2 separate regions of the Mus musculus genome follow, and region 1 is linked to region 2. Evidence: chromatin contacts called from public HiChIP or PLAC-seq data. All regions are on one chromosome and are shown on one strand. The core of a region is the stretch at or near the end of the contact, and the rest is flanking DNA. Distances in the headings are between cores, read along the strand shown.

Region 1 (6,815 bases), core at 2,198-4,697, 200 kb before region 2:
GGTCTCTCTCTGAACACTTCATATCTTAGCAACCACAGACACATTGTGGCTCTCTATTCCACGAAAAAATGGTGCTGATTTTGTCAACTCCTCATCTAACTCCCTCCTCCATGCTGCTGCATCTCCAAATGGTAATCCTTCATATGAGTTTTAACATAAGGTCTAAACACTGGATATTTACCTCAGTAAAAAGTCAGAGGGAAGGCTTATTGGTGGGACCACCATAATAATCCTTACATATCAAATAATGCCTACATATCAAATCTCTATTTCAGAATCTCTGAAATGCCCAAACCTGAGATACTTACAGAGTCTTTGTTTCAGTCACTTGTACCCTCATCTGGGTTTTCACAGCTGGCCTGTTCTTACAAAGCTGAATTTTCTACATTTTAAGGAACTTAGTCAATTTGTGTCTCAATACCACGGTTTTCCATCACCCTCAACTGTACTCAGCTAATATCTCAGCGTCAATTCTGAACCATTATGATATGTTGCCCTGAATCGGTATCACCATTGAAAATAACTGGGGCTGGTTAATGGACCTTTCAAAGGATGTTTTTATATACAGTAGTTGTTAAGTATCAGCTGCACTTATATGTTTCTACCACACTTGTGGGCACTATACACACTGCAACATGTCACTCCATTAGACTCTTTCAGATTCAATTACGGACTTTCACAACAATGGAGAGAAAGCACTACACACACATAGAAAAACATTCAAGCTATAAAATTACACCTATGTGGGAATACACAGGAAAATGACTGGAGTTTAAAATACAACAGTTTCGATGAACAAGCTCAGTTATCAGATCAGCTAACATTTCAATGACTGCCTCTAAAAGGGCCAAGAAGGCTGAACTGTACTTGTTGTTGCTGTTAATCTCCTGATTCCCCAAAGTTTCCAAAGTGATAAAAGCATTTCCAACTGCTGTGAAATTCACAATATTGAAGATGAACATGGACTTTCAGGAAATAGTGGTCCCTATGATGAGACTGGCTTTAATTTTTAAAATGTTATTACATTTAGTGTGTGTGTGTGTGTGTGTGTGTGTGTGTGTGTGTGTGTGACCCTTGGTGAAGTCTCATGACTTGTCATGGGCAGAACTCATGTTCCTACTCATTTACTATAGCTCCCTCTCTAGAGTTATTTGCTTCTATCTTGTGTGTAGCATGCATTAATTAGAGTCACTTACAGATTCTTAAAATGAAAAATGATCACACAGAGCAATAGATTTACACTGACTTAAAAATAAAACAAATCTTCAAATGCAGGACCATGAACAGGCCATAAAATCTGACTCCAGTTTCTTATGTAACTTCAACAACCTTACCTTGCTTCCTAATTAAAGCAAAAAGTGCTAAACATAAAGTGGATAATCATTACAGTTATTGTGCCATAAGGACCATAAAGAACCAGGTGCTTCCAGCATAGGAGGCAAAAATAACTTACCACTAACCTAGTTCAAAAAGAATGTCATTTAAATCAGTCACATTTTAAGAGCAGATCTTTGCCTACAAAACACAAATAAGTAAAGGCCAAAGGTAACTATACCACTCTTGAACTACAACAGACAATGAGATAAAGGCACTAAAACTAAAGTTCTTGCTTTTAAATTAGCTGATGCATATATATATGTGTACACATATATATATGCAGAGATCTAATACCACCACCTTGGGTAACTGGAAAAAAGATCATTATTCAGTGACAATGAGGTGATGGCATTCCACATAAGGCATTTGTAACACCTAGACGCTGGCTAATTGACTTTTGGATTTAACCCATAAATTCAAACATTTTACAAAAACACCTCCTCCACCATTGTACTACACAGTGAGCAAAAGGTGTTGCTTCTCACCTAAAATTCTCAATGTAGGCACACTTGAGCTCGCATGTGCACACGTGCTTGTGCATGCACACACACACATTCTCTCTCTCTCTATTGTATTCTCTCTGAGATCTCACTAAGCACACTGAAGGTGCAAACATTAGAAAGTATTGAGAAAAGAAAAGCTCTGTAGGAAAAATAAAGGTGTGTGTGTGTGTGTGTGTGTGTGTGTGTGTGTGTGTGTGTGTGTTGGAGATAGGTTCTCACTATGCTGCCCTGGCTGGCTTGTATCCCAGGCTGGCCTTGAACCTGTGGTCCTCCTATTTCTGTCTCTTCAGCATAGACCACCACCAACATACGCCTAAATGGTTAATTTTTTTTTTCTTAAGTGGGAGATTAAGAGATCCCTAGAGTAGGTGAGCAGGACTGTGTCAGAAGGAAAAAAAAAAAAAAAAAACGGATGTAGAAAGAAGATAAAACACGGAAAGAAGAGTTAGGGCCCGTGGGAGTTACTTAACAAGTAATTGGCAAAAATTAAGTCTAGTGTAAGATGCAATTCCTTTGAAAAATCACTTACTTTACCTCACCTGCAATTACTGTTATGATCTTAGAATTGTTACAGCCCTCCTGTTCCTTCTGAATGATTCTGTAACTTTAACACCCACTAAATGTTTTGTTTATCAAAAGATCCAAAAATCTATTTCCTTTCTTGTCAACTAATGAGATTTCTAAGTCCAATTAATTTGGCAGCTAAATAAGTGTTCCAACAACTTATCTTTCCATGTGGTTATTTATAGTCAATTGCTTTGTACTTTTTTCTATTTATGCATTCTTAGATCTAGCTTTTTCCAATGGTTCTCATCTTTCATGTCTTAATCAAAGGCAATCCCAACCCTCGAAGCTGAACCCGTTGAAAATTTCATCCTTTTACTAGAAATTTAGTCAGCCCCAGACACTTCTAAAAGACTACAGCGCGCGCGCAAACACACACACACACACACACACACACACACACACACACACACACACACACACACACACACCATTCCAGCCTGCGTTCCTGGACCTGTCATCTTTGATGCAGTGCGGCTGTCAAAGTAGGATGACAACTTGAAGAGAGAGTGAGGAGGGGGCATGTAGGACTAGAGAGGACTAAAGAAATTCACAAGGTTTGATCAAGACTGGCAGGCAAAAAAACTCCCACTCTCACTTCCGGCCGCATCCGCAGGCTGAGGGACCTGGCTTTGGTTGTCATGAGAGATTACAGTCTCTCTGCGCTTTCAAACAAGGGGCATCCGTGGTAAAGTTGTGCTCCTAACCCCTTCTGGGGCTAGTTGGGGGTCGCAGGCGAGTTCCAACACTAGTGAACCACTGGCGGGAAGTGGGCCGGACACCGTACCCCGATGCTCTCAGTGGCGCCGCTGACTCCCTGCCCCGTCCCGCGGCCGTACCTGTCCCGCAGAGCCTGCTGGAGCTGGCCCACCCTTTCGTAGTAGCTGGGGCTCGCCAAGGGCGCAGAGGTGGCGGAGGCCTGGCGCAGGCCACCACCACCGCCACCGCGCCCTCGCGGCATTGCCACAGGGCAGCTGGCGGGCCAGCGTTGCCCAAGGAGACCGCCCCAACATGCACCGCGGGTAAACAAGGCGCCTAGCGGCCTGAAGAGGGCGGGGCGAAGGGCGGGGCGCCGAGGAGGCGGGGTTAGCCGCGGTGTGGGTCCGGGAGGGGCGAAGACAGAGAGACTGGCAAGGGTGGAGCAGCCCTGGTGGTACAGGGAGAAGACAAGGGAGCTGTGTCACGTTCTCTCTGCTACCGCTGTGTTTCTCTTCCCCTACAGAATCCGTCCTACACGCATTCATTTTATCAGATGCAGTTTCTTATTTACCTTCCTAGAATTTGCAGTGAGAGACCCTGTGACAAGATTGTTTTGATACCAGCACTTAGAAAGCAAAACAAAAAGCTAGAAGAAAACAAAATTTAAGAACCGCAAATATGCCCTTGATCTCAGCACTACGGGCAGAGGCAGTAGGAATTCTGAGTTCGAGGCCAGTCTAATTTACAGAGTGAGTTCCAGGACAACAAAGACAACACAGAGAAACCTAGTCTCAAAACACCAAACCCCACCCCCAAACAAAATAAAACAAACAAACAAAGAAACCAAATATGCCATCCCACGCTGGAATGTTTTTCAATGCTCAGGTTGCCATCAGCCCTTTCAGGGGAGAAAGATTTGGTTTCTAACTAGGTCCTTGTGAATCAAACCGTTTACTTCTGCAGTCAATTCTCCAACAAGGCCCCCAGCCAGACTACATTGGCATAAACCCTATGTCCCACAACTCAGCTGTGACCATACAAAAAGCCTAGGTGCCCCAGAGTGAATTGGGCAGACTATTACAGCAAGACTAACTTAACCTTAGATCAGTTCAGAGGAACTACTGGTTATAAAGGCCCAGAACAGAATCAGTCTTTATTCTTGCCTCCATCAACATGGCAAAAGGCTTCCTGAAGAAAGACAACTGGATTCTAAAACCCACTTGGAATAGGAAATTAAAAAAAAAAAAATGTACACACGTACTTGTAGTCAATGTGGTTCCTTATCCTAGACTTTTAATTTTATGTCTCTTTTCTCAAGTCGGTAGTTTTATTTTCATGCAAAGCATCCCTGACACCAACATTTCTTTAATAGTGTGTCAGGACTCCATGGGGATTGCACCATATCTGAATGGGTTAGGGATAGGGAGCTGTGTGTCAAAAAGTTCAGCAACAGTAAACCGTTCCTGAATGTGTAATGACCAAAACTCAATTGAAAAATCAAGGCATAATAAATCTAAGCTGCTTCTGACGGCATGTGTCCGTGTCTTGTCCCACTATAACATGCTCACTATACACTGCACATGTCCATTGCGCTCTGACTTATAGTACCATACTGGCATTAGGGGAAGCAACGAAATGGTCAAGTCAGCAACCCTAAATTATGATTTTGCCTATCCTTCCTTCCTCATACTGTCTGCCTAAATGCTGAAAGGTAGAATATATCCATGTAATCTCAGGACTCAAGGGGACAGGCAGGAGGATCTCTAATTCCAGGCGGGCCTGACCGACCTTGGCTTAAAAACAAAAACATGTGGACCAGACGATGGCCCAGCAAATGAAACATGCTTTCTTTGCAGGTATGGCAATCTGAGTTTGATTTGATTCCCAAGAGTTGTTCTCTAACCTCTACTTGTACACTCTAACACACATGCATACACACACACACACACACACAAACATGCACACGTGTGCGCTTCATTGAATTAAAATGTCATAAATCAGCATAATGGGCTATAAGCAAAATAGGGTCTCTGCTCCTGCCTTGACCAATATACCTTTTTAAGAACATGGAAATACAGTCCATGTTCCTAAATATGTGGAATTTAGTTCTCTGATTCTTTCCTAATCCACCCCCTAATTTTCCACCCTAATTAAATTAATAATTCCCTAATTTCAGGGTTGCATGATGAGACACACCTCACTCACAGTAGGGATCCATGTGCCCGGCCTTCTCCCCATTCGACCAATCCCATCTGTATCCATATGTTTGTCTCAGCCTCCTTTTGGCCTAAAGCTAAATACTAGTGATGGTTCCTTATAAGAACGGCCCAGGAAAGAGATCTTTGAAGACTCTGGAGAGCAGTCTGGGACCCTCTGAGTTGGAAATGCCTGGATTCTGGGTACCTGGGACTGTGTTCTAGGAGTTGTGTGTGAACTGCCATGGGCATCCACTCGACCTCACATTAAGTGGTCAGGAAGGGACAAGAGCAGGCCTGTAATATGCAGATCTAGTGCAGGACCCTCTTGCCCAGTTGTAAGGTTAGCACTGATATGGCTTTTAGTTACTCTGTCAACTCATTCTATCACACTGATGTAGTGCTAGTGTACTGAGGTTAATTTACAGCCTGTAGTGTGATGCCTAATCATCATCTGCTTCATTGGATTTGGAATCACCTAGGAGACTCATGCCTTGGTTGAGGGTATTTCCAGAGAGATTTAAAGGAAGACAAAGATCCATCCTGAATGTAGCCTGCAGCATCCCAGGGGCTGTAAGGTCCAGGTGGAATAGAGACCGAGTCAACAAGAGAGCGTCAGAATTCCCTGTTCCTTGTTTCCTGTGTCTACCCAGATGTGAGGAGTTTCAGCTACACACGTTTGCTATAGTGAACTCTGACATCCCTTTCCTACCATGGCAGACTGTTCCCTCTTAACCCACAAACCAGAACGAATCCACCTTAAGGTGCTTCTGTTAGCATTTGATCACAGCAGTGAGAAAAGCAACCTATACATATCTAACTAAAGTTTTACTACAGTACTTTGGTAAGTCCTTCAAGGCCTGTAGATGACCAGGCCCCAACCCCAACCCCCAGACTATTCTAATCTAAGTAAGGGCATGGCTTTTGAGAATATGTTGAGATTAAAATTTTACCTTTTAAAAAAATCATGTTCTTTAAAAAAAATTAAATTGAGCCTTGTGCATGTTAGGTATTCCACAAAGCTTTCTGTAGGATCCATCAAATCAAAGGACAATATGAAATGTTATGTTTAAAATGGCTCGAGTCAAAGCTGACCACCGCACAACACTTTTGCACCTGCATATGAGATCATTATGGTTTTTGTGTTTTTGTTTTTCCTTTATAAGCTGACATAAAAAGGCACTCAATGCCATGACTCCACCCCTGAATTCTGATGTATGATCCTGATCAATCAGTATTACCACATGCATTCAATAAACCATACCCATCTGACTCAGGTCAGCATTTGTGTGGTTTGGGGGATGACGCCTGGATCCCAACAGTTTTCTTAGATGTGTTTAATGTTTAAATAAGAAGAGTTTGAGTAAAGCAGATGGCCTCTGTTGGTTTATTTTCTATGCTATAACAAAGTGTATGAGGCTTGGAACTTTATAAATGAAAAGGGTTTATTAGCTTATATTTTGGAAGGCCATAAGAC
Region 2 (6,171 bases), core at 1,875-4,374:
TGGATGCAAGACCTGATTAGCAGGAAAGAAACCATGCCTGGTACTGGAAACCTAGCCAACTCCCTGGAACCAGGGAGGTCATGGATCTTAGAGGAGAATCGACTCCTACCACTAACTGCATTCTAAACATTTGTTCTTATATCCACAGAGAAGTGTAGCTCTCACTCATCAGAGCAACTTCTCTTTGCCATAGAGACTACTACAGAAAACCACAACCAGTCAACATGCAGAGAACAACTGATCATAGAGTGCCTGGCCACAGTTGATACATCTACAACACAACTCCAGAACCTTGAGAGTCATGAGACCACACAGAACAGAGAGGTGATGAGGTTTTAAGAACCAGAGAACCAGAAAGTCTGTTGGGAGATTGGGCCTCCTAGCTATACCCATGGCACCTCAACAACATGGCTTCTTAATCAAGACTTAAAGAAGTACACTAAAAGGCATGCTAGCATGGAAGGGGAAAATCTTATGGTGCCCCACACAAAAAACTACAGGCAATTGAGAAATGTTGAAAGCAGGAAATACAGTTCCTCAGGGGTGAGCCCCCTCATTGGTTTTTCCAATAGTAAGTGGCCAGCCCTGAGATCATATGCATACAAGTAATACTAAGTGGTTCAGCAGTATTTATATATTTATGCACATATACGCAATATTATGCATAAATGCATTATAAATACACACACATCAGTAAGAAAGAAAAAGAAGCAATGAATTCAAAATGGGAAAATGATGTGATTACACTTTAATTTTTAAAGTCTACATTAAGGGAAAAAGAAATGCTCTCCTTTAGATTTCTATTAAATATTTTTAAATTATAAACAATGCTATAATGAACTGCCTTATGCCTGTGTGTTCATTTTCACACCATGAAAGAGATAGTTCAGAGTCACTTCCTAAATTTGGTATTCCTTGGCTAGGGAACATTTGTACGTGCAGTCTCACTGACTACTGCCAAGCTCCCTCATTCCAAGAGTCCTAAGCAACTGAATTTTCATCAGTGCATAAGGAAGTGTCCATACCACAGTCTCACAATGGTTCCTAACCACATAGACAAGAGGTATCTCTGCTTTGCATTAGCAGGTGTCTCAGTAAGGAAGAAATTGAGCAGGATTCAAAATACTCAAGAGCCTCTTGTTGAGAACTGTCTGTTCTTGTCTCTTTCTTTGTTCTAGACAATGCTGCTTTTTTCTGTTCAGTTATTATAGCTGTCTCTTGTGAGGCTATGCCGGGGACTGGCAAACACAGAAGTGGATGCTCACAGTCAGCTATTGAATGGAACACAGGGCCCCCAATGAAGGAGCTAGAGAAAGTACCCAAGGAGCTAAAGGGGTCTGCAACCCTATAGGTGGAACAACAATATGAACTAACCAGTACCCCCCGAAGCTTGTGTCTCTAGCTGCATATGTATCAGAAGATGGCCTAGTCGGCCATCATTGGGAAGAGAGGCCCCTTAGTCTTGCAAACTTTATATGCCTCAGTAAGGGGGAACGCCAGGGCCAAGAAACGGGAGTAGGTGGGTAGGGGAGTGTGGGGGGATGGGGGGGGACTTTTGGGATAGCATTTGAAACGTAAATGAAGAAAATACCTAATTAAAAAAATAAATTTAAAAAAAACAACAAAACAAACAAAAAATCTCAAGTAAACAAACAAAAAAAAGAAATCTCTCTTTGGGGAAATAATGATCTTGTGATATATGTTGAAGTATTTGTATTACATAAGACAAATGTGTGAATATTTTTTTATTCTATTTATATTTGTCAATCTTTCCTTTGTTGCTTCCGGATTTTGTGGCACATTTAGAATTCCTCTCCTTGACACTGAGTTGTAAGATATTTGGTATGCTTTCTATACACGTTTGTGTGTCTTGCTATGTAACCCAGGTTAGCCTGAACCTCTGTGTACCGCCCAGGAAGAACTCAAACTTTGCTCCTTCTGCCTCGGCTTCACAAGTGCTGAGAATATGTTTTCATTGTTTTACTTTAAGTTTTCTTGTGTATGATTACGTAGTTACTATTCTAGTGCTGTGAGGAGATGCCATGACCAAGGGAAGTTATAAAATAAATCATTTCATTGGGGCCTTGTTTATAGTTTCAGAGGGTGAGTCCATAGTCGTCATGGCAGAGAGCTTAAAGGCAGGCAAGTAGGCATGGTTGGACAATAGCTGAGAACTCACATCTGATCAACAAGGTACAGGCAAAAGAGAGCAGGAGACTGGGCCTTGGGCTTTTGAAACCTCAATTTCCACCCCTCAGTTACGAACCTTCTCCAAATAAGGCCACACCTACTCCAACAAGGGCACAACTCCTAATCCTTCCCAAACAGTTCCACTAACTGTGAACCAAACATTCAAACATTCAGCCTATGGGGCCCATTCTTATTCAAACCTCTACAATGATGTCTCTAATTTTATTGTTTTTTTCAAATGTATTTTCCAAAATTATGGTTGTCTCAGTTTATTAATTATAATTCCTATTTTTCAGTATTTTTCATTCAATGTGTTTTTGTGTGTGGTTGGGGAGACACTCATCTCATAATGTGCAAATGAAGATCAGCTTCCTCCCTCCACCTTGCTGTGGCAGGAGTCTCCCTCGGTTCTGTTACTGTGAAGCTCCCTCCCACTCCCAATGTAAACCATCCAAGACCATTAGTAACACTGTTAACTGCCACAGTAATCACGTTTAAGAGGAATCTCAGCAGAGCACAGACAGACGAAGAGAATGCTTTGCTCCATGAAGGTCTTGGTGGCCTGGACTTTCCAGATAAGGTGGGTTATAACCCAGCTGATGGAGGATAGCCAAGACTGAATCATGAGTCTGAGGCTAGCCTGGTCTATATAATATGTTTAAAACAAGCTTGAGCAATGCAAAAATGAAAGACTATGGATGTAATTCCGTGGAGATCATCTGCCTAGCATGTTTAAGACCCTTGGTTTAATTCCCACACTGCAAATGAAACTAGAGAGAAACTATCATGGGCCTGAAGCATTGGCCTGGAAGGACATACAGACAGATGTTCTGTCGTGACAATGACTGGTTCCAGCTGAAGAGATCTGCAGTAGCATCAGGCCTTTGTTTGTTCAGGATGTGGGCATATCTGCACTTCCTGGGACAGCATCTGAGTCTCTTGATGATCCACTTCAGTAAAGGCATCTCTGAAAGAACTGACAGATGGCAGCTTTCGAAGAGGTGGTGATTTGGGCTTTTTCTCCTACCTGAGTCTCTTCCATAGGTCAGAATCTTCCTTCAAGATCTCTTCTAAATTCATCCAGAAAAATAACAATGATAATAGAACCTTGTGTCCTTGTGTGCCTGGGGATATCACCAGATGTGGGGGTTTTTGGTTTTGTTTGTTTGTTTTTTGACTCAGAATGATATCCATTTTGCAGAGGCAGAAGCTGAAACTCAAACAGGCTGATACACGGAAAAGCTCTGCAGCAGATGCTGGAGTTGTTGTCAGGGCATTGTTTGTACCCAGCACTCACCTTCACTATTATCGTGCCTGCTCACCAGCAAGACAAGTTCTTATTTATCACGGTTTGATGAGCAAGAAGATTTGAGCTTATGATGTTCAGTTTTCATTTGCTTTTCTTCCTTTCTTTCTTTCTTTCTTTCTTTCTTTCTTTCTTTCTTTCTTTCTTTCTTTCTTTCTTTCTTTCTTTCTTTCTTTCTCTTTTTTTCCTTGATTTTTCGAGACAGGGTTTCTCTGTGTAGCCCTGGTTGTCCTGGAACTCACTCTGTAGACCAGGCTGACCTTGAACTCAGAAATCCATCTGCCTCTGCCTCCCAAGTGCTGGGATTAAAGGTGTGTACCACCACTGCCCAGCCTTCATTTGCTTATTTCATGACTTGCAAAAAACAAAACAAAACAAAACAAAACAAAACAAACAAACAAACAAAAAAACCAGAGGGGTCTCTGCTGATTTGCTCCACAGTTCTGGGACACTACAACTCATCTCAGACATACCCAACAGGATAGTCTAAAAGAAATAGACTGATTGAGCAGTCTAGATCATATCTTCATCAATAACTGCTATGAGCTTTTCAAAGGCAATGCAATATTAAAGAAGAAAACAATTTTGTAGGTAGAATGGGTGTTGTTTATGGATTTCAAATGCAGACAGTATGAGCTGCCTACACTTATAAAGTCCCAGAGAACAGCTGACTACTGTTAAATACAAAATGTCCTCCTGTCTCTAGCATTCATTTGCCAGTCACATTGTCATTTAAAAGTAGTCATTTTGAAAGCAGTAATTCACTCTCTACAGTCCTTCCTTAACACAATTTTCAGCCTGCAATTTAGATGATAGGAAAATTACAACCTCAGTGCACTATATTATGTGATATAAATGTTATTGCAATTAAGCCTGCTAGGAATACACACACACACACACACACACACACACACACACACACACACACACACACACACGACATAAATACAACTGGCCTGCAATTTAGTCTAAGTAACTGTTTCCCTTGCAGGGAAGAAACTTCTTTTATTCTAAAAGAATATGGGACCCAAACAAGGCTCAATGAGGAACCAATCGACCAGGTTTGAACAGAACTGGAATGGATGAAAGGCTTAAGTTTTGCCTTTACTAGTCAAGGCATGGGCAGATGGAATGGGCCTCTATGTCAGTGATGACTATGAAGCAGGTAGCTATTAAAGCTAGAAGCCAGAATGATCCAAGGTGCCCTCCCCTACCTGCTCAAAGACAGCTGGCTTCCCATGCCTTGAAAGCCTTAGATGTGTCAATTCTCCTGCAGTCTCTGAGATTCCACAGTGACTTTCTTGAATCAACAGATCAAAGTTGGTTCTAGGCTGTCAAGGTCACTCCTCAACCGTCCTCTTTGGAGGACACCTTCCCTATTTGCTTCTTTTATTCTTGGCTCTGTTGTGTAAATCTAATCATCTTACTCTCTGGTTCCAAAAGCCTTCAAAGTCTCTCTTGCCAATGCCGTGCCTTGTTGGGCTTGGTACTCCGGAACATACCTTCCACTTATACTGTCTTATGGGCATTCTTGGTTGGCTAGGCTGGTTCTCTATCTCATCTAAAACTCCCATGGAGTACTTAAGTCATCCATTTCATCTGTCTGTGTTCTGCTGAGGTCTTTGCTAAATATCCATATTGTGGCCCTCAATGCTGTTACCAATGGTAATTACTGAGTCTCATTGGAAACAGCGACTATGACAGAATCTGAGTTATTTTATTTCAGAGCATTGCTACCATGTTGAAAAGATCTAGAAATGCCAATGTAAGGTACAGTAGCTTGAATAAGACATGGCCATTTTAGCTCCTGTGCTGGCTAGTTTTACGGTAACTTGACACAATCTAGAGTCATCTGAAATGAGGAAACTCCAATTGAGAAAATGCCTCCATAAGATTGGGCTACAGACAAGCACCTATAGGCTATATTGTATCTAGTGATTGATAAGGGAGGGCCCAGCCCCTTGTGGATAGCGATGAACTGATGGTTTGGGTTCTATAAGAAGCCAGACTGAAAAGGCCATGAGGCACAAACCAATGAGCAGTACTCCTCCATTGACCGCTGCATCTGCTCTTGCCTCTGAGCTCTCCGGAAAAGCAGACAGTGCTGTTAACCTCTGAGCCATCTCTCCAGCCCCATTTAAATAAAAGTGTCTACTGCTTTGCCAGAGGACCTTGGTTTGGCTTCCAGCACCCACATCAGGCAGTTCACAAGCACCTATAACTCCAGCCTCTGGTCACTTTGAACACTCACAGGAACATGCCATACATAGGCAAGCATATCACTAAAAATAATAAGATTGTCTGCACAGAGTCAACAAAAAGAGGAAATGGTGAGAAGCTTCCACTCGTATCCCATTGTCAAAGCAGTCACGTGAGGATTCATAACTTATAAGGGATGCTGGGAAATGTAGCCTCACTGTGCCAAGCTATACCTAAAAAAGAAGAGAAAGCTTGGGGTAAGCTTGGGGTGAGTCTCCACAATGACTTGTATTAAAAAGGAATTGGTATGCTTACAGCAAAAGGCAATATTTAACGTCCCATAAAAGACAACCATGGTGATAACAATGATTTCCCGAGTGCTTACTGCATACCAGGCACTAGCTTCAGCATACATTGCCTCATTTTAAAAAATAAATTGCAGTGTAGATATTATCTGGGTTATTTTTTTCCACTTT

What was found. HiChIP or PLAC-seq counts read pairs in DNA pulled down with a chosen protein or histone mark.
Region 1: an H3K27ac HiChIP or PLAC-seq map of large pre-B cells shows a contact between it and region 2, with 2.4 times the contacts expected there. The contact joins the promoter of Kiz here to the enhancer-like site in region 2. A contact is called at or near these places in 3 of 39 promoter capture datasets (embryonic stem cells, maxillary cranial neural crest and neural stem cells), 2 of 484 Hi-C or Micro-C datasets (the G1E-ER4 cell line and embryonic stem cells), 4 of 115 datasets of contacts at active chromatin or transcription factors (embryonic hindbrain, embryonic midbrain, large pre-B cells and 1 more) and 1 of 9 other capture datasets (pancreatic islet).

Annotation. Positions count from the first base shown.
Region 1 is chr2:146,852,512-146,859,326 of GRCm38.p6, reverse strand. Kiz (kizuna centrosomal protein) reads right to left here and starts at 3,447. Exons shown (of 14, transcript NM_001033298.4): 1 at 3,284-3,447. The coding sequence starts at 3,405.
Region 2 is chr2:146,649,479-146,655,649 of GRCm38.p6, reverse strand. No RefSeq gene overlaps it. Among named protein-coding and RNA genes, the nearest start is that of Gm34689, 57 kb to the left of the region's middle. Within about 2 kb of position 3,124, at least 3 of the 459 cell types and tissues checked have an H3K27ac peak or open chromatin away from gene starts, as enhancers often do.